Regions from separate parts of the Mus musculus genome. Here region 2 is linked to region 1. A link is a contact called in public promoter capture Hi-C data. All regions are on one chromosome and are shown on one strand. The core of a region is the stretch at or near the end of the contact, and the rest is flanking DNA. Distances in the headings are between cores, read along the strand shown. Region 1 holds the start of Micu2 (mitochondrial calcium uptake 2). Region 2 has its middle 60 kb from the start of Gm25614.

Evidence for each region. Promoter capture Hi-C pulls out the DNA fragments that hold promoters and counts their contacts.
Region 2: a promoter capture Hi-C map of liver shows a contact between it and region 1, with 4 times the contacts expected there. The contact joins the enhancer-like site here to the promoter of Micu2 in region 1. A contact is called at or near these places in 4 of 39 promoter capture datasets (cranial neural crest, hippocampal neurons and liver) and 1 of 9 other capture datasets (adipose tissue).

The regions. Positions count from the first base shown.
Region 1 is chr14:57,997,992-58,003,431 of GRCm38.p6, forward strand. It overlaps Micu2 (mitochondrial calcium uptake 2), which reads right to left and starts at 1,271. Exons shown (of 12, transcript NM_028643.3): 1 at 1,039-1,271. The coding sequence starts at 1,248. 3110083C13Rik (RIKEN cDNA 3110083C13 gene) reads left to right here and starts at 1,321. Exons shown (of 2, transcript NR_166770.1): 1 at 1,321-1,471; 2 at 4,989-5,440.
Region 2 is chr14:58,708,250-58,713,479 of GRCm38.p6, forward strand. No RefSeq gene overlaps it. Among named protein-coding and RNA genes, the nearest start is that of Gm25614, 60 kb to the left of the region's middle. Within about 2 kb of position 1,877, at least 10 of the 459 cell types and tissues checked have an H3K27ac peak or open chromatin away from gene starts, as enhancers often do. A contact at or near this core is called in liver, where this site is marked.

The DNA of each region.
Region 1 (5,440 bases), core at 21-2,520:
AATGTTGGGGCTGGAGAGATGGCTCAGTGGTTAAGGGCTCTTGCTGCTCTTATAGAGGGCCCAGGTTCAGTTCCCAGCACTCTTGTGGTCCCTTAGGATCACCTGTAACTCTAGTTCTAGGGGCCCAATGCAAGCTTATGGCATTTGGGCATCAGGTCTGCATTCAGTGTACACACATACACGCAGGCAAAACACTCATACATATAAAATGAAAACAAATCACAGAAAACATTAAAAAGTAGTCTATAATGCTTGTGTAGCTTTTTCCACCTCTGATGTGGTGTGAGGTTGGAGTCAATGTTTGTATAAACTGTTCAATAATCAAACAGTTACCAACCTTTAATCTGTAAGGTATGCTTTTCTTTTTGTTGTATTTTAATGCTTGAGTTTTCCCACTAGAACTAGGTAACAGAAACCTAGCAAATAAGGAAAATAAAAAACTGCTTTTAATTTTAAAAACCCTAAAACCCAAAACACTGAAATGCCTCTCTCTATAAAAATCTTAGAGAGTACATTCAAACTTTCCAAGGTTTTACAAGACCGGGTTCATCTTGAAGTAGGGTACTTAACATTTGCATCCTGACAGCTCAGGTTTAGGAAAACTTGTTTTGCCGCGTAGGCGGGGTCCACTAAAACATTACGGTTTCGACTTATGTAACAGCTGTCATTGGAATTGATAAAATCTGCAACTATCAGCTGTTTAACTTTTAGAGTTGATATTCTCTAGACTGGGGGGGTGTGTGGCTCACACAGTAGGTCGACGCCACCCTTTTCAACAAAGAAGCGACCAGGGAACTCTTTAACGATGCAGGCTAACTAAGGGGTGCCCAGCCCCCGCAAACGTCAAGGACCCTTCTCCATCCACCAGGTGGGCAGAGGCGTGCCCCAGCCACGCCCACACGCATCCCGGGCGGGGCCTCCCGCCGCCTCCTCCCGGAACCCCCCAGGCCCTCCAGGCTCGTGCCAGGCGCCTAGGGTCTCCTGTGCCTCCGCCCCCCTCCCAGGGGTGCCTGAGGGCGGGGCCGGGCTGAGCCGTACCTGCGCCGACACCGTTCGGGAGCCCTCGCGCGCGGCTGCTTTCACGCGGCCGTGATGCCATGCCGCTCCTGCGCCTGCCAGGGCTACCCCGGCCACAGCCGCTGCGAGAGGGCCGCGAGTCGGCACAGCTCGTCGGCCGGCCGCGAGCCCGCGCCGCAGCCTTCCGCCCCAGGCCGCCAGCCAAGCGCTTCTTCCCGCAGCCGCCGCCATCTTTGCGGAAGCGCCCGAGCGTCGCGCCCCGCCCTCACCGTCTGTTGCCCGAGAACAGAGTTGGGCTCTCGCGAGAGCTCATCACCCTCCACCGTGCTCTGCGCGTGTGTTGCTAGGTGTGGCTGCTTCCTCGACGTTCAAGCGTGGTTTTGAGGTGACCCTCGGCTCCGGTGACAGTTTCCAAGGCAAAGGACATGAGTTAGCTGGTTAACTGTCCTAACAGGTCAGGTCACCACTGTGGGCCAAGAAGGGGCTGCAGGGATGGCTCAGGGGTGAAGGGTGCTTGCTGCCCTTCCAGAGCACCACAGCTGGATTCCGGAGACTTAAGGCCACAGATAAGTCCAGCTCCAGGGCATCCAGCGCCCCCTTCTGGTCTCTACCCCCCCCCCCCCATGAAATTAGACTAAAGGAAGGGTAATAGATTCTGGGTGGAATATATTGGACAAACTAGATTAAGAATAGGGACTAAGAAGGGTGTTGATGATAAATGCGGAATCAAATTAGATTTAGCATGGTTTTTCAGTCGATAGACTTAAACATAGCATCTTTAGCTCTCTCGGGAAAGCCTATGTCAGTCGTAAGTGGGCACATTTAGAGCTGGAGAGGGAAACACTTCTAACAGTAAGCGGCAGAGGGTGCTGGGTATAACCACTGTGGGTGTTGATGCAACAGTAGAATTTCATCCTCAAAGAGGCTAGGGTAAGGGGCTGAAAATATTGACGATATTATATTTGCCCCAAATGTCACATGTCTGATTATAGTGAGTCACTTGAGACAGTTGGTTCAGTGGATAAAGGCACTTCATGCCAAGCCTGCCTACCTGAGTTAGAAGTCAGAGAAGAGAGTCCTATAAGTTGTTTTCTGACCTCTGGTCTGCGCAGTGAGTTCCAGGCCACCCATAACTACATAGTGAAATCCTGTGTCAAAAGGAAAAAAGGAAAGAATATGTGTACATGCTCACCCTTACAGATCTCCGTTTTTTATAGCTAAATGCCCTTTATATTTATTTATCAAGACTCATTTTTTATGTGTATGCCTCTGTGTATTTATGCCACATATGGGTGGGTGCCCCCAGAGTCCAGAAGAGGGTGTTGTAGCTGGAGATAGAGGCAGTTGTGATCAGCCTGATATGGGTGCTGAGAATGGACCTCTGGTGCTCTGGTAGAGCAGAGAACACTCTTAACTGATGAGCTGTCTACTCAGCCCCTAAAATTTGGTGTTTGAATGAAGTAAAATGTACAGGACGTTAGCATTTTGACAACATTTGCATGTACAGGTCAGTGCTGTCAGGCCCTATGCATGGCATTTAGCAACAGCCATTATTTTTCTTTGGATTTTTTTTTTTTTTTTGTAATCTTTCAAAGCTGGCCAACACTTTTCAAGGGCCTATCTCTGTTTGTCTGCTCCTCCCGAGCGCCTGGTCTTTCATTTCTGTTAAACAATATCTGATCCAGACTTCTGACAATGATTTTCTTCAGATCTCCCAGACAAAGCCACTGTATTGTAAACAGTTGCTATTTATTGTATGTTTCCTTTACATTTTGTTCTTACAAAATATTGACTCGTAGCTGTGATCCCACATGGGACTAACAGTAGGTGCACACCTGCTCCATGCCCCTGTCACCAGCCCCCTCTTCCCTCCCCCGCTCATCTTCTCTATGGCAGATGTGGAACACGACCTCAGGGCTGGATGTTCTTTTGGTGGTAGAAAGGATTTCATCCTGGCAGAAAGCTTGGCTTCTGTAGCCTGGGGTCCTCAATTCTTCCTTACCGCTACTGAGTAAACTTAACCTTCCCCTTGTTCAACCTCTGACCTGGCCTCAGACTTAGAACCTTTACTTGGGTGTGTATCAGTTTGATGCCCATGTCAGAGGTGCCAGAACTCCTGATGTACAACAATGGCCATTTCGATGGGTTAACGAAATAAAAATAAAGAAATAGTGAAAGCTGCCATACCAAGTCTAATTTGAGAAGTTAGAGGAAGCCACCTGGATTGTTATTATCCTTTCTTAGTCTGTGCTTGCTCCACCCCAGCCAGTATGTTCTAACGTGAAGTCAGAACTTTCTCACTTTGTCCCAGGTGCCAAAACCTTTCCACCGTGCCTTCCTAGCAGGGAAGTAAGCAGACTTACTGTGCATAGACCTCTCAGCCAGGCCTTACTGTTTGTGTTCCGGCCCTGCCACTGACATCACTGTGATTTAGGGCACCGAGGCTCAGTTTCCCATCTGTAAACAGCCCTCTCAATTTCAGATGGGAAATGAAATGGGATAACTTAGAGGAAGTGATTAGCCAAATGCCTGGCACATGGTGCACTCTCGACAGATGGGAATTCATCTTCCTTAAGATTTGGCTTTCTCCTGCTCCATCATCACAAATGAGCTTGACTACATGCCCATGATCCCAGATCACTAACCCATGTTAATCCGCCCAGACTTCCTGCCTTTTTGTATCTCACCTGATGTGTTTCTGCAGGCTTATTCGCACGGCTGCTAGATTTACTGGATCTTGACATGCATACTGTTGTTCTGGATTGCTGATGTGTGGTTGGTTTCTGACTCTTACGTGTTGAGACACAGTGGATATCTTATCTTATAGCTTAGTCTCACTTTCCAGAAGCGTCTTCTTTATCTGCTTCAAGCTGTCTAATTTGCATAGTTCCACCACCTACTTATTGGAGTCCATATCTACTACTCTGTCATGGCCCCAAGTCCGAGATAGGTGCATACTCCTGTTACATCACTCAACATATTTAAAACATCCTTCCCCCCACAGTTTGACATCCTCATAGTCGAGAATGTCTTTTGTTTTTCTGGCACCTAACAGTGTCCAGCACACACTAGACATTCAGTTAACATATGTGGATAAATGAGTGGGTATGAAAACCACTGGTGAGATGTTGGGGAAATCATTTCTCAGTCTGGGGAGACATGCAGACAGTCTATTGCTCTTTTGCTCTAATTATTTTTTCAAAACAAAAGCCTGGTTAGATTTGCAGATTTTACTTTAAGGTGGAAATCTTTGACCTTACTTGGAAAACTGCTTTGTAATTAATTTGTTTTCATGTTCCAGGTCCAGCTCCCTAAAGCTTCTAGTTAAGAATTAATGGATTCAAACTTTACTTTTGCAGAGGAAACCAAGTCTTTTAATAGACCCGATCTCTAGCCAGCTAACCATTCTAAGTATGAACTGTCCCTGGCAGCTGCTGACTATATTGGTCTTTTGGGGCCCTGGCTTTGTTCATTTCTTCATCCCCAGCTATAGAAAAAGCCCTGAGCTGGGGTGTATTTTCAACCCTGCAGTTTATAAACCAGTCCCCAAATAAGGAACTGCTGCTGCTTCAGCTGTAACACCCAGTCTGTTTTAAAATGATAATTGGAGAGAAACAGAATGGTACCATGGATGGTTTGAAAATATTGTTCTCAACTCACTCACTCGGGGCTCTTTCTCTGGGGAAGGGACAAAAGTGATATGGCAGAAAAGACTATCACGGGTACGCTTTGCTCCTGCCACTGGCAAGGCTAGGCAGATTCTACAATAGTGCCAGATGGCCCTTTACCATTGGGCTGCATGCAGAGGAAGGGTGAGGGGTAAAATGTAAGGTGACTACATAGAGTGTATGTTTATGAGGCTTGCAGTAGAAGGGCTGGGTTGGAGTTGACCTAAGTGGGTGGGGTGGGATGGACAGGATGCAACAGTTTCCACAGTGTGTACATTCATGTGCTACTTAAAAATTCCACAGATCTGACTGAGGACTGGAGAGAGAGCTAAGTGATGAAGAGCACTGGACACTTTTGCAAAGGACCTGGGTTCAATTTGCAGCACCTGCATGATGGCTCACACAATTCTATCATGGCAGTCCTTCTGACCTCTGCAGGCACAGCATACATGTGGTACCCAGACATACATACAAGCAAAACACCCATAAGCAAAAATACACCCCCAAGTTAAAAATATGACACATTCCTAAAGGCAGTTCCACTGTCTGAGTCTCCTGAATACTGGCAGTACAGACTTGTGCCACCATGCTCAATGCCATTACCAGCTTAAATGACCATGGCTGTACATGTGGCCTCTGAAGTCCGAAGTGTTTTCCTGCTGCACATGGCCCTCTTGGAAAGAGTTGTCAGCCCTCTTGACCGTGAGCACCTCGGACTGTGGCCTTGTGTCCTCTCACAGCCCTGAGGCTGACCT
Region 2 (5,230 bases), core at 627-3,126, 710 kb after region 1:
TCCCTTCTCTTTCCCTTCCCTTCTCTTTCCCTTCCCTTCCCTTCCCTTCCCTTCCCTTCCCTTCCCTTCCGTTCCCCTCCCCTCCCCTCCCCTCCCCTCCCCTCCCCTCCCCTCCCCTCCCCTCCCCTCCCCTCCCCTCCCCTCCCCTCCCCTCCCCTCCCCTCCCCTCCCCTCCCCTCCCCTCCCCTCCCCCCCTCCCCTCCCCTCCCCCCTCCCCTCCCCTCCCTTCTCTCTCTCTCTCTCTCTCTCTCTCTCTCTCTCTCTCTCTCCCCCCTCTCTCTCTTTCTCTCTCTCTGATATTGTAATGGACTTTTTGAATTGAGAGATTTTTTTGTTGTTGTTGTTGGTTCTATGTGTAGACAAGCTGACAACCAAGGTTATCGATCACATCACTCCTGGAACACTGTTCCTTCAGGCACGTGCATAAGACTCATCAATTCCTTCTTTTTCTTTATGGCTCTGAACATGTTTGGAGTAGAATGGGTAACCAATAGGCAATGATGTATAGGTCACAAAAAGATTCTTTGACCCAAGCAAGCAGTGAGTGACATGTTACATAGAAGCCTTTTGTTTTTAAATGTTCTGAGCCTTTGCGTAATGAAAAGAAATGAGTTTCATTTGTGAAACTCAGAGTTCTACAGACTTACCAAGTCACAGACATCTGCCATTTGTAGGCATATCTCCAGCTAACTTTTACAGTAACATTATTTCTATACCAAAGAAACTCTGTAGTGTTCCAAAGAAACTACTTACAAAAGGATTTGGGGTAAAGGACCATTGAAAAGTGCTTCCTTTGCTGCTCCAGTGTGCTCATGTAGTCACTCATCCACGAGAATTCTTTCCTGCTATGTATGAGGCATGTGTCATAGCCTAGGGATCCAATGATTGGATCCTGAGCATAAGGTGTGTAACTAGCACTTGTCTCTGTGAATACAGGGTGAGATTAACACAGTCTTGACCATCAGGAAGGATTTTTTAATGAAGTGTCCTTTAAGTCAAGATCCAAACGATAAAAATACACTTTGAGGCCTATTTATAGCTGAGACCAAGAAGCAGCCTAGGAGAAGTTGAATGATCCCAGCAGGGTTTGAGCACAGAATATAAGAAACAAAAGGTGACTTGAAGACAAGTCAGTAGTCACTGTGCTGCAAAGTAGAGGTCTGAAATCATTGACTTTTCTCTTCTACTACACAGGGCAGCAAGGTTTTTAACAGGACTTTGTACCAGTGACTCTGAGGTCTAGGGTTTACCGGGTCACATGTTGCCTAGTGAATACTAGGTAATGTTTTTGTTAAATTGATGCAGTTAAATAAGTTGAAGACAGTAAACTTTTGTCAGGAACATTCCAGTGGGAGAAGTCACTGCTCTTGAGTGTATTTCGATCTACTGTTTCTTCATTTATTTAGTATGCCACCTTGGAGGAAACCAGGAAGGCCAGACACAGGCATGATAGTGATTTGCCGTCTTTCCTGACAGAGCCACAGGCCAGAGCTACTGTCTCAGGAAATGGGAACAGCCCTTCCCGACACAGTGGGGAATATGTCTTTGAGCTTTTGAGTTACTTGAAGTGTCAGGATCATTTATTTTTTTCAGAATATGCAATATCAAAAAAAGAGTGGCAAAATGGAGAGAAAAATCCAAAAGAAGAGAAATAGTAGACACTGCAGACTTGTTTCCACGTCACCGGCCAATAAACGATGTCTAGACTCTGTCCGTCACTGCCATCTGGAGAGATCGCCTGTTCTTACATAATAAGTGAATCAAAGACAAACAATCACACACGTGGGAGAAGCAGCAGGCTCTTTGCATTTGCCTCCCTTAGGAAGGCTTTGCCAAGAGGAAGGCAACTCTTCCAGCTCAGCCAACCAACACTTTGTGCAAATTGCTTCAGTTCCCAGCTATCGAACCCTTCTGACCAGCCAAGCCATTTCTGAATAGCTCAACACTTCTTACTTTGGCCCAGACCCAAGGCTTTCCTGAACACTGAGAATTCATATGAAGAAGATTATATAAACTTTCCATGACTATTTTTTTTTTCTGAGCTTGAAACCAAAGTAATATTTGAGCATTCTGCTATCTAGGGTGAGTATTTCTGAGTAACTGGTCAGGCTTTTACATGGGATGGGAATACAGGTTTACTTGAGGATGTAAGACAGTAGAGAGAGCTCGGTCCTTAGGGAACTATCACATAAATGAACAAAGCAAGAACAATGGTTCTAATGGGAGAGAATGTCCGACCTCTGCCTCGGCTCTCTACAGCTCCTTACCCTTTGCTTAGATGACACTTTTTCTTCTTTAGCTTTCTCTTTGCTGCTCAATTCTTGTCCCCAATTTTGATCCCTGAATCCTTTACAGGATAAAGGCATTGTTAGAATAAAAGAAGCAGGAGGAAGTGATACTTCAGACTGGTTAGCAAGGAGGGTTTCTGGAATCCTCCACAGCGATTTATGTTCCTTCCCTAAATCATTAGATATTTGAGAAGAAATCAAGCCGTTGGTTTGGGGACTTATTGACTTGTTTTCTCAAGGCAGTATCTCAGGCAGTAGCCCAGATTAGCCTTGAATTCTCACAAAGTTAGACTGCTCTCAAACGTCTGTGTATTCCAGATCGCCTCAAACTTGGAACTTCCCTCCCTTAGCCTCCTGAGTGCTGAGATTACAGACATGTGACACCAAACCTGGAATAAAAAAAACAAAAACAAAAACAAAAAACAAAAAACAAAAACTTTTTTGAAGCAGTTGTGACATGCTGTGGTTGCTAGACCAACATTTATGATTGATCTGGGGCCTTTGGAGCATGGTGTTCATGAGCTCACACAATGAGTTGAGGACTTCATGCTCCCAAATGGCTGTAACCAACAGCAAGTTGGGAGGAAGAGTTATTTTTAACCTTACAGTAGGGCAGGGACTTAGGGCAGGGACCTGGAGGCAGGAACTGAAGCAGAGACTGTGGAGAAATACTGCTTCCTGGCTTGCTCAGTTTGATTTTGTTTACATCTCAAGTCCATCTGTCCCACTCTGGGATGGACCCTTCCACATTAGTCATCAATGAAGAAAATACCTCCATGGGTTCATCTTCCAGCCATTATGATAGGCTATTTTCTCAATTAAGGTTCTCTATTCTCAGGTGGCTCTACTGTGTGTAAAGTTGATAGAAAATCAACCAGTATAGGCTTCCTCTACTTATCTGTGTGACCAACTCTCTTTAGAGGATTGGACATAGCTGTTTTTGGAGTAAGGGCTATAAATTCATGAATATGACAGGAAAGTATGAAGCTCATAATCACTTTTATCCAAGTCACCTAGCCTTGGTGCTGTGTCCTCTAAAGGCTTTGACTCTTATTCCTACATTTTGATCTTTGTCCACTTTATACTGTTGTTTCTTCTCCAGGAAGCTAGTATCAGGAACAGAGCTTTCCTTTAGATACCTGTCCAGTCCAGGTCTTTATGCTTCTTTTGACTTTATAACAATTTAAAGTTTAGATGCTTGAGTTGAGCATATAACTCTGTCATGGGCAAATCCAACCTATGGGCCATGGGCAGTATAAACTTCAAGATCACTACCAATACAGCCCACTGTACAATCACAAAACTCTTTAAAGCACTACAGAAGTTTTTGTAAAAAAACTTTACAAAAGTTGTAAAAGCCCGACCAATTTCTAGAAACGTTAATGTTTTAAAATGTTCAATAGCATGGATATATCCATTACAGAGCTCTTAATGTTGAGAGTGAATCCTCATGTTAGAGAAAGCTTTGTGCAAGACATTGGTATTGCTCTATTTGACCACAACTTACTGTTATCTCCAATACAATTAGATCTGGAGACAGAAGTTTGAGTGTATAAAGTTTTGGAAGAAGTTCAGGGTCATGGTAAGAGGAAAGGGAAAGAAAGGTAGAGGAGGGAAGACAACTAATAAAATGTATTTACTCAGGCTTCTGCCTTGGTAAGAAATTGTGGGTGTATTCCAAGGCATGTCTTGGATTTTTCTTATCTAAGTGATAATAAAACCAGAACTTTGCTTGTGGCCAAGGACTAAACACTCAATACATGAACCCGTGGGGACACTTCTTAGTCACAGCACATCACAAGGAAGCTCCCAGGAATGTTGCTTCTCTGTCACTTCCAGACTACATTGGTGTCATCAGAGAAGCTGGCTGATGGGTCAGGATAAATAGGATAAATGTGCTCAGGCACAGAGGCAGAACTAAACATGGGTAGTTCATGCCATTCATGTGATGGGTACAAAGCTCAACAGCTTAGAACAAGCTTCATTTTAGGTGAACATACTTGTTAATGTTCAAATTCTCCTGAGAATACTGCTAAGTGTTATCAAAGTTATTTGGTAACACAACGATAAATGATACAAAGAAGTCTAACTAATGTTTTTTCCTTCATGTGCTTTTAGGGTTGCATCTAAGAATCCACTGCTAAATCCATTCCCATGAACATGTCTTCCATCTTTTCCCACACAACATTTATGGTTGTAGCTCCTGTGTTTGTTTTTGCCCAGTTCTGGAGTACAGTTTGATCTTTGGTTTGAGAAGACCAGGTTTACTCTTGTTCATATCCTCTTCAGTTGTGTAGCACTAAGGATGAAGAGACTTCAGTCTCCCTCTTGAGAGTTTTTTGGGATCCGGTTCATCCATCAGTTGACCACAGACATGTGCCTGTGATCTGGACTCAACTCTATTCTGTGATCTATTCTCACTCGTACTTTACTTGTAGAGTTAGCTTTTTTCACAAGCTTTTCACTTAGGTGTGATTGTTCTAGTTCCATTCTTCTCTTGAGAATTGTCTTGGCTAATCAGAATATCTCTCAATTCTGTGTGAGTATGAAAATCAGACCTACAACTTCTACAGAGATTGATGTCATTTCATAGAGTGCCCATTCCTTTCCAGATTGCCTTGAGCAGTATTTGCTGGTCTAATAGTTCTAAGCATCCCAATCTATGACCATGGGATAATTTCACACTTACTCGTCTTCAGCTTCTCTCAGCAGTGCACCTCGGTTCTCAATGAATAAGCCTTTAACTTTGTTTAATTTATTCGTAGACACTTTATTCTCTGGATGCTGCTGTAAATCTTGTTTTATGTATTCATATTTTTCTTTCTGTATTCATGATTGATGGTGTTTAGAAAAGTGATGTTTCATGTGTTGATCTTACTCAGCTGAAGTTTTCCTGGATCATTTTTGGCTCTAGGTTTTGTGTTGAATTTAGGAGATTTCTA